Linked DNA regions of Astyanax mexicanus: region 2 is linked to region 1. The links are chromatin contacts, called in public Hi-C maps. All regions are on one chromosome and are shown on one strand. The core of a region is the stretch at or near the end of the contact, and the rest is flanking DNA. Distances in the headings are between cores, read along the strand shown. Region 1 holds the start of sema3ab (sema domain, immunoglobulin domain (Ig), short basic domain, secreted, (semaphorin) 3Ab). Region 2 has its middle 87 kb from the start of sema3ab.

Region 1 (4,467 bases), core at 1,655-4,154:
GATTTTCAGCTCAAATCCAAAATATATATTTTTGGCATGCCTACACTGTATCCAGATTGACTTTTGAAGTCTGAACAGCAAGAAACTATACTAAATCTGATTTTACCAAATCAGATCCAAACCATAATAGGAAGTTAACTGTTATAATCAGGTTTGTACAGATGTGTCTCAGTCTGGATGCTCTGGTTGCTCAAATCATATTCTTCATGGGGGTCTTTTTGGACCCCTACACTTTGACTTGTCAATCTAGATTTGATTGGGTCATTGGCATCTCTGTGGTGCTGCTCATAAGAGGCGAGGACCTGTTTTACCTGTAAAGCGGCTTTGTGACAACCTTTGTTGTAAAAAGCGCTATATAAATAAAGTCATTTTGGAATGTTTCTGTTGGTCTATCTATCTACCCATCCATCCATTCAGCCACCCATCTATCTATCCACAGTTTGTGTTGGTTATCCTCTAGTCCTTCATCAGTGGTCACAGGATGCTGTTATATGGATTTTACATTTTAGTGGACTATTCTCAGTCCAACAGTGACACTGAGGTGTTTAAAAAACCCAGCAGCACTGCTGTGTCTGATCCACTCGTACCAACACAACACAACAGGCACTAACACCTTAAACACCACCAACATGCCAATCAGTGTCACTGCAGTGCTTAGAATGACCCACTACCCAAATAATATCTGCCCTGTGGTGGTCCTCTATGGTCCTGACCATTGAGGAACAGGGTAAAAGGAGGTTAATAAAGTATTTAAAGAAACAGATACAGAACTAAATACGGTTTCGTGCTCTGAGGAGCTAAAGCAGAAATTTGTAGAAACAAGGAGGTGATCATAATATACTAAGATGATGGACTCTGGGCATCTAGTCTAGTGACTACATCTGCCTTGTGCCCAAAGCTTTCAAGCATACAGTACAAATGAATTGTCTCTGTACCCACATGTAACACATATACACAGTGAATGTAATTTGTTTTGTAAATAGAATGTAGAAATATTTGTAAATATTTCACAGCATTTGTAAATATTTCACAGCATCAGTTCTGATCAAGTTTCATAGCATGGGCTCTCAGACCCAATCCCACCATAATGAGATAACAGAGTGTGAATCTTCTGTATTTTCAGCTCGTGGTGAAGTGGAACAGAGAGCAACAGCCAAAACCAACCACACACACACACACATTCACAATTCAACAAACACTCCAATATATTGTTTTAAGCTTCAACAAACAAGTTTAAAACTATTCCATTCAGATCCATTTAAAATCACAGCCCTTTAAGCATGCCTAAAATGTAATAATTATAAACGTATTATTTTAATTGTGGATACTAAAAAAGTAGGCTTTCCGAATAACAAATAACAATATATCAACCATTTCCCAATTTAGATACTTTCTTTACTATTTAAAGATATATTATATTCTTTTAAGTGATTCATGTCATGAATAAAGAAATTATATAAGTCTAAATAAGGATTGTTTCATGTAAATAAGTAGTCAAATATATATTAAAAAGAAGAAAATAATTGATTTATCACAAAATAGAGAATTTTTTGATATATGGTTACTCATGGGAAGAGATGAAACCACATTAAAAAAAAATAGAGATTTGATGCTATAAAGAACAATAACCTTAAATCTAAAGCTTCTCTAAAGCACACTCTATTCTCTATATCTATTAATGGACTATTGATCTATTATCTTAATTACATCCAAAAAAAGTGTTATTCCTATGAAATGGCCAAAAGAACCACTTAAAGCCCCTTTTATTTTTGAGAGTATAAACACATCATCAATGTAACAAAACCTTATATCTCCAAACATGTAAGAGAAAGAAAAAACATCACCTTAATTTTAAGGTATTTAAGGCATTATTAGAACATTATCTTTAATGTAATTCAGAGCACTTCTAAAAAACTACCACAAGCTGTTCACACTATGTGAATGGAAAAGTAAAATAATCCGATTTTACTCTGATAAATCAGATTTTAGGTCTTAACTACTCTTGAAAACCAGCTTTCTCTACTTTAACCCTTCAGCAGAACTTAGAATTAAGCCCAAAAAAACAGCAGCAGCAACAGCAGCAGCAACAGTAACAGTAAGTAAGTAAGTAAGTAAGTAAGCAGTGGTCAAGTCAGATCACCCACCTTTATAGGAGAGCTTGAGCCTGGGCACGTTGTTCTTGACCTGCCGGGCGTCCGCTCCTCTCCGGGGCACGCTGAGCCCAAACAGCAGCACAACCAGCCCCCACAGGTAGTCCATGGTGACCCCCTGGCACTGCGCTGTCCAGTCCCCAGGCCTCCAGTAGTAGAGAGCGGCTACAAACAGCACCAGATGAGTCCAGATCAGAGCAGCAGCACCTGAGGGTGGAGCAGGTGTGTACGCGTGTGTATGTGAGTGTTGGTGGGAAAGTGTGTGGTCAGTCAGTATGAGCGTGTGTGTGGCGGCACATGGTGATCACATCCCTCGTAGTGAAGCAGGCGGCACACACACTCTCTTCACACACCGGCACTGAAACTGACCATTCTCTTCTGTGACTATGTGTTTGCATGTGTGTGTGTTTGTTGTATGTAAGTGAGTGAGTGAGTGTGTGTGTGTGTGTGTGTGTGTGTGTGTGTGTGTGTGTGTGTGTAAGTGTAAGTGTGTTCTATCCAAGCCTTGAGGGTGTTTATCTACTCAGTCCTCTTCTCTTTCTCTTCCCTCTCTCCTCTTGAACTGTCTAAAGTAGCAGCTCGACTGAAAGCGCACTGAGACTAAACTGAACTCCACCACTCTCTCTCTCTCTCTCTCTCTCTCTCTCTCTCTCTCTCTCCCTCCCTCACACACTCTGCCCCGTAGAAGCTCAGCTCAGCGCACACAAGTCCACACCATGCACAGACGAAGGGAGAGTGGAGCCAGCTGAGAGAGCTTGGGCGACAGAGAGAGAGAGAGAGAGGAGGGGGGGTGGTCTTTATTGAGAGGATCCTGTAGGTAGTTTTCTTTTTTCCGCCTGACACAACAACCCCCCACGCACCCCCCAACCCACACACACACACACACACACACACAATTTTCCACTTAAATCCCTCTCTTCCTATTCATTTTGTCAAGCTGTTGTAAAATTCCCTGACTGAAGTGCTTCACTCTCCGATTCCCTATCAACCTTTACACAACAATTATAATGTAAACTGCAATGATGTGACGCTTAACACTGCAGATCACATTTATACCATCTGAAATTTGATTGGTTAAACAAATATATATATAAAAAAATACATTACAGAACACTAACAATTGTTTTTTTTTAAATATAATTTGTATAAACTCCACTCACATGGACAACCATAAAAAGCTAAACACATCTTTGCCATCTTTATGCTGAAATGTCCCAGTACTTTTCCATTTCATATAGTGTATATGAACATATTTCTGCTTTTAATCCAAAAACATTGTGTAAAAATTTTATTCTGAATAGACCAATAAATGTAGCATGTTCCAAAATTACGTCCATTGACTGTTAAAAACTTTTCTTCTTTCCTTCTGCTGTGAAGTTGCCATGTATGAGACAAGAGGTTTTAAGTGACAGCAATTATATATTTTAACGCCTATATAGTAAATTGTAATAAACCTCTTACTGGCACACAAAGGCTAAATATCATTGCAAACAGTTTTACAAAGGAGGGTTCTTTAAGATTTATCCAATAAAATGAATGGTATGGCAGGCATTTCCATCTACTTCCATTTATCCATTACTTTCTCAGCTTTCTCAGCTCAACAACACAACATAAAAGCAAAATGAATGTAGCTGCAATGACACTGTTTCCTCAATTCTTCTTCAAGTACATCTCAGAGAAGTTTATTTGTGTATTTGGCACACCAGAGCCACCAGTGGACAAGAGCTGTCATGTGAACAGCAAAATGCAAATGTAAAATTATCGTGCAAATGTTGTAAATTGTTGAGCTGTATGTTATATATACTTGTTTTATATATTTTGTAATGTATATGTTTTATTGTTGTACTCTTAAGCTGAATATGTGGATTATGAAAGGTGTTGACCAAATAAAGTGTATTGTTATTATTATTCAGAGTAGTACTAATATTATTAGTATTAACACTAGTATTTATTCTACTATTTATGTTTAAATAGTCACTGATGCCTATAATATCTGCACTGTACTGTAGTGTACATAAATTACGAGGTCTCCAGGAGACACCAAAGGACAAACATAATGTTTTTCTATTCTTACATACATTTACCGTGTAAATTGAGCTGTGTGTTCTTTTGTCTTCTCTTACTGTCCTGTCCTGCTTCTGGACTAAAAGAGAAACTCCTGAAGCTCCTGCTCAGCTCCACCCTCACATCAGATACTTATTTTTAGCCTGCCTCGCCACACGAGGTGAAGACAGGAAGAGAGAGAGAGAGAGAGAGAGAGAGAGAGAGGGAGAGAGAGAGATGGAGAGAGAGAGAGTCAGGGTAGTAATGTCCAGCA
Region 2 (4,694 bases), core at 984-3,483, 87 kb after region 1:
GAGGTCACAGGCTGCAGAGAGGTGCGGAGCTGACGTCTGTTATTGGTCCCGCCCATAACCAGCTCTTTTTTAATAACCACACCTTTTTTGAGCTGAATAATATTTTTAAAAACGAATTCTGTGGGGATATAAAAATTTGACAATATAAGCAGAGGTTACACTAGCTGTTGCATTTAAATAATGGAGGTAGAATTACAGTATATTGGAAAAAAAACCTGATTGAAAGTTGTCTGTTTTGCCATTGAAACCTATGGGGATGGGTGGGGTTACACAGCTTTCTGCAAACAAACAGCCGGGGGCACCCGACCTGTGGTGGCTTCACTTTTGAGAGAGGATGCTCTGTCCAGCTTTACACAGTCTATGTGAAATTGTGTGCAGACAGTATGTCCTTGTGAGACAAACGCTGGTAGAGTAAACATGGGTTTATTTAAAGAGCTAGGCAGATAGGGGTAGTCAAAAACGGGCAGAGTCCAAATCAAAAGGGCAGCTAAGATAATGGACATACCTGGGGGGTGTTTGATAAAAAAGCAAGGTTTGGTACAAATATCCAGATAACAGGGAGTAGGCAAGAGAGTAGTCAAAAAGGAGGAATAGTTCAGGAACAGTCAATCAAACAAACAAGAGGGAATAAGCAAAAAAAGAGTAAAAAACAGGGAATCAAAAGACAGGATAAAACACATTCTACACAGCTAGAAAACTAGGGCTGTGACCGAAATGGCTCCCTATTTACTAGTTAGGGCACTATTGAGTATGTCAGCCATTTTTCTTTGAGTGTCCGAATCATAAGGCGGAATTAGAACGTGATTTTGACGGCACTAAAAACTCCCATAATGCATCATGATTTATAGTAAACATCGCTGCTTACTACGCGAGTTAAATGTGTCCCAAAATGCATTGCAGGTCTCGCTACTAAGCAACAGAAAGCCGCAGAAACAGAGCGGACAGCGAGCCAGCAGGGTTGCCAGATTGTTACAGCGGGATTCAGATAAAACCAATTCACTGGGTAAAGCGTGTTTCAAATCCGCCAAAATAGATAGATAGATAGATGGATAGATGGATAGATGGATAGATAGATAGTCCGAATTCACTCCTGTTTCACCACTACTTAGTGAACTACATAGTGTCTCCCTAAATAGCGCAACACTAATGAGGGAGTAGGGAGCCATTTCGGTCACAGCCTAGATAATACGCAGCAACTTGTACTAGACAGACCAGGTGGAAATGATTAACATCAATCAGTCAATAGCTGGGTGATGTAGAATGCTGAGGCTGCTGGGAAATTAAGTCTTTTGGCAGAGAGGCTTCAGGAGCACGCGGATTGACAGAGTCTCTTGGTGGCTACGTTGGGTAGTGTACCTCTTGGTGAGAGATCGTTGACTGTTATACACGTCTCTTAAACAATCTGGATGGAGCTCCATCATTCCACAGTGCCCAGATCCACTGTTTGTAAATGCTGGAGGCTGTGGACTACCCTAGTCCATGCCTTACATTAACCATGGAGACAATGCTCCATGAAGTTGTTCTATTCTATTACAGGTACTAGATAGCCATTAATGGCAAGTACAACTTGAAGCAGCTGAATGCATTCATTTGAATGGGTATCCACCAACATTTGGACATCTTTGTTTTTCAAGAATCCTTTAACGTATGCAAATCTAATCCTTAGCATATCAGATCAAGCTTTAAATGCTGTAATCCACTGGTAAAGATTCCATGCAATTTCCTGTATATGTAAAAATATACATATTTTATTCTGTACTGCCCTGCCCTTATGCATGATCTGCTATAAGCTAACCCAATGTCTTCCATCATAAAGTAGGTCCATTTCTTCTCCCACCATTGTGAGAAGTTCAACCTCTAAATAGAGGTATTATAAAGTCAAGGTAAAGCTCTGCATATATGGAATTTCTACCGCAGTACATTGTCCCCATGCACCTGGACTGGACATTCAGTATGGCTGCGGCTCAGTGAATTAGAGGAAAGGCAATACAATGACCTCCTCCTCCTCCTCCTGGTCTGAACACAGGGGAGCACTCATACTCCAGTGTGTTCCTGTGACATTGACCATTCTCCTTATATCCTGTGCGTATGTGTGTTTTCATCAGTCATCCACAGACTCTGCCACCAACACTCGCAGCCCAGCGGAACCCACAAGTGCAACAAAAAGCTCCTTGGAACACTGGCCTCTCGGGAGGGGCTGCACCTTTGTCCAGCGGAGGCAGTTTCCTGAGGAGCGTTCCTGAGCAAAGCCACTGAAACCCAATCTGAGGGAGTTCAGATGAAGTCCAGAGACCCTGCTCCCCCCCATGGGGCTCTCCAGTTTTACACTGCTGGGGTTTCCACTGCCACACGTCAGCATTAAAAACTAGCCTTCACCTCCGGGAGACGAGAGCAGGAACTCCAAGGGCATTGGCAAAAACAAGCAAAGGACTATACAACATAGTAGACTAACGAATCAAATACTCTTATTTTTAAATACATATTTTAAATCAGTGGTCCCTAAGATATTTGCCTTTAAATTGATGGGAGTAGTATTCCTGAAATTATAGTATTGATGGGTCCTGGCACAACCATCCCTGCAATGTCTAATATAGTCTATAAACTATAATCTATAAACAGAGTGATTGGGTAGGTTGATTGGATGTAACTGATCTCTAGTTTGACAGTATTTCATACACAAAACGAAAAAAAAAAAACCAAATAAAATATATAATATAAAATAAAGAGCAATTTATTTCACATATCATTTAGATAAATATTTAGATAACCATGCATTAAAAGTACTCTTCCACATGCTCTCTGCAGTTATGCATTATCATCAGAGAGGTTTCTAAATTTCCAACTGCTCAAAACATATAAACTGCTGCTTTAAACTGTATTTTGAACTATTTTAGTTTTCCAATTACACATACTTTGGAAACAAGAAAAAGGTATGAATCAAGGTTGACACTAAAGGTACATGCATTTACAAAAAAAAAAAAAAACAAGGAGTTGTTGAAAACAAATGAATACTTTATACAGTTTCATGAACAATCATTTTCCCCCCACTACAAATTTCTTTTGTTTTTGCTTTATTTTCATACTGCTATTTTTCAGATTATCAAACATTTTATTTATTAAAGGGAAAATCTAAAAAATCTAAACTGATCTAGCCCTGTGTGAAAAGTGTTTGTCTCTTAAATCTATTAACTTGGTTGTGCTACCCTTGACAGCAACAACTGCAATCAAGTTTTATTGATGAACGGCAGTGAGTGTTTCAGATCTCTGTGGAGGGATTTTGGTCCACTCTTCTTTGCAGAATTGTTTTAATTCACCTGCATTGGAGGGTTTTTGAGCATAAATTTATTTTTAAGATAATGCCACAGCATCTCCATCATACGTTGACTAGGCCACTCCAAAACCTTCAGTTTTTTTTTTTTTTTTTAAACCATTCAGAGGTGGACTTGTTTGTGTGCTTTGGGTCATTGTACGCCTGAGCTTAAGGTCATACTCCTTCAAGAATGTCTGGGAACCAGCAGAATTTTACTTTGTTTTCTCATCTGTTTTTGAATTTATTCAGATTGGGCCATAATGTGTTGCTTTTTTTTTTTAGATCGTTTAGCTGCTTAATGTTGTCAAACAGGTCCTTTTTTAATCCTTTTTTTTTATTCTACCTGGCATGGTTGTGATTAGTGAAACTGAACTCAGCTTTACAAAAAGTGTGATTTATGGGGGGAAACACTTTTTCACAGATTGGTTTGGATTTTTTTTATTTAATAAATGAAATAATCATTTAAAACATGCTTTGTATATTAAATTGAGGTTATATTTAAATTTGTTTGATTATATAGCAATTTGTTTGATAATCTGAAAAAAAAAGTAGGACAAAAATGCAAAAACAAAAGAAATCTGTAAGTGGCAAATACCTTTTCACACCGCTGTATGTGTGGTGCAATGTAATGGATATACTGTATTTAAGTGATTAAAATACCATAAATCTCCAAATCCCTGGTTCCTCAAATGCTCGATTGGTGATAAATCTCCCAAGCAACACATGCATATCACCTAGCTATTAAATGTCCCTCATATCTCTACTAGAGTAACCCAATGTCATATGCAATGGCTCCCTAGAACATCACACCAGCATTTGGGCCAGTATTTTGCTTCAAGCAACGGCGGGATTGACATGCTCACAATCATGACCATTGTTCAATCCAGAACCTGGATTCATCAGTAAAGACGATGCAGTTCCAGTGTGGTTTAATTTCTATTACAGGCACGAAGCATCAATACCAAAGCCATAGAGAGAGATACCCATGACTCTAATGGAAACAACCTTCCATAGCAGCTTCCATAGATGAAGTCCTTAGAGGTTTCTTATCAAAACAAAAAACAGATGTGGCGACTGCTGTCAATGTATAGAAAAGCTTAATGAATGACTGTATTATATCAGCCAACCAAATCACACCAACATCACCAGCATCTGAACAAAAGATTCTGTTAAGACATGTGAATCAGCAGCTAGGCCATTACATTACATCATTTCATGCGATGAGAAAATACTAAGAAGTCATAAATATATGTGTCATAGGGTAGGCTCATAAGATCAGCCAGCTCATGTTCACACACAGTCAGTGTGGCCGCAGAAACGGCGTGATGGGAATAGCTCTGTCACACTGGTGAAAATATACAGCCTGGCTAAAATTACAAGCTCT

The links. Hi-C and Micro-C count contacts between places; a contact is called where the count stands out from the background.
Region 2: a contact with region 1 is called in a Hi-C map of muscle, with 10 times the contacts expected there. The contact joins the enhancer-like site here to the promoter of sema3ab in region 1. A contact is called at or near these places in 2 of 3 Hi-C or Micro-C datasets (both in muscle).

The regions. Positions count from the first base shown.
Region 1 is chr9:16,889,766-16,894,232 of AstMex3_surface, forward strand. It overlaps sema3ab (sema domain, immunoglobulin domain (Ig), short basic domain, secreted, (semaphorin) 3Ab), which reads right to left and starts at 2,905. Exons shown (of 17, transcript XM_015606257.3): 1 at 2,145-2,905. The coding sequence starts at 2,259.
Region 2 is chr9:16,977,693-16,982,386 of AstMex3_surface, forward strand. No RefSeq gene overlaps it. Among protein-coding and RNA genes, the nearest start is that of sema3ab, 87 kb to the left of the region's middle. Within about 2 kb of position 2,234, the one cell type or tissue checked has an H3K27ac peak away from gene starts, as active enhancers do.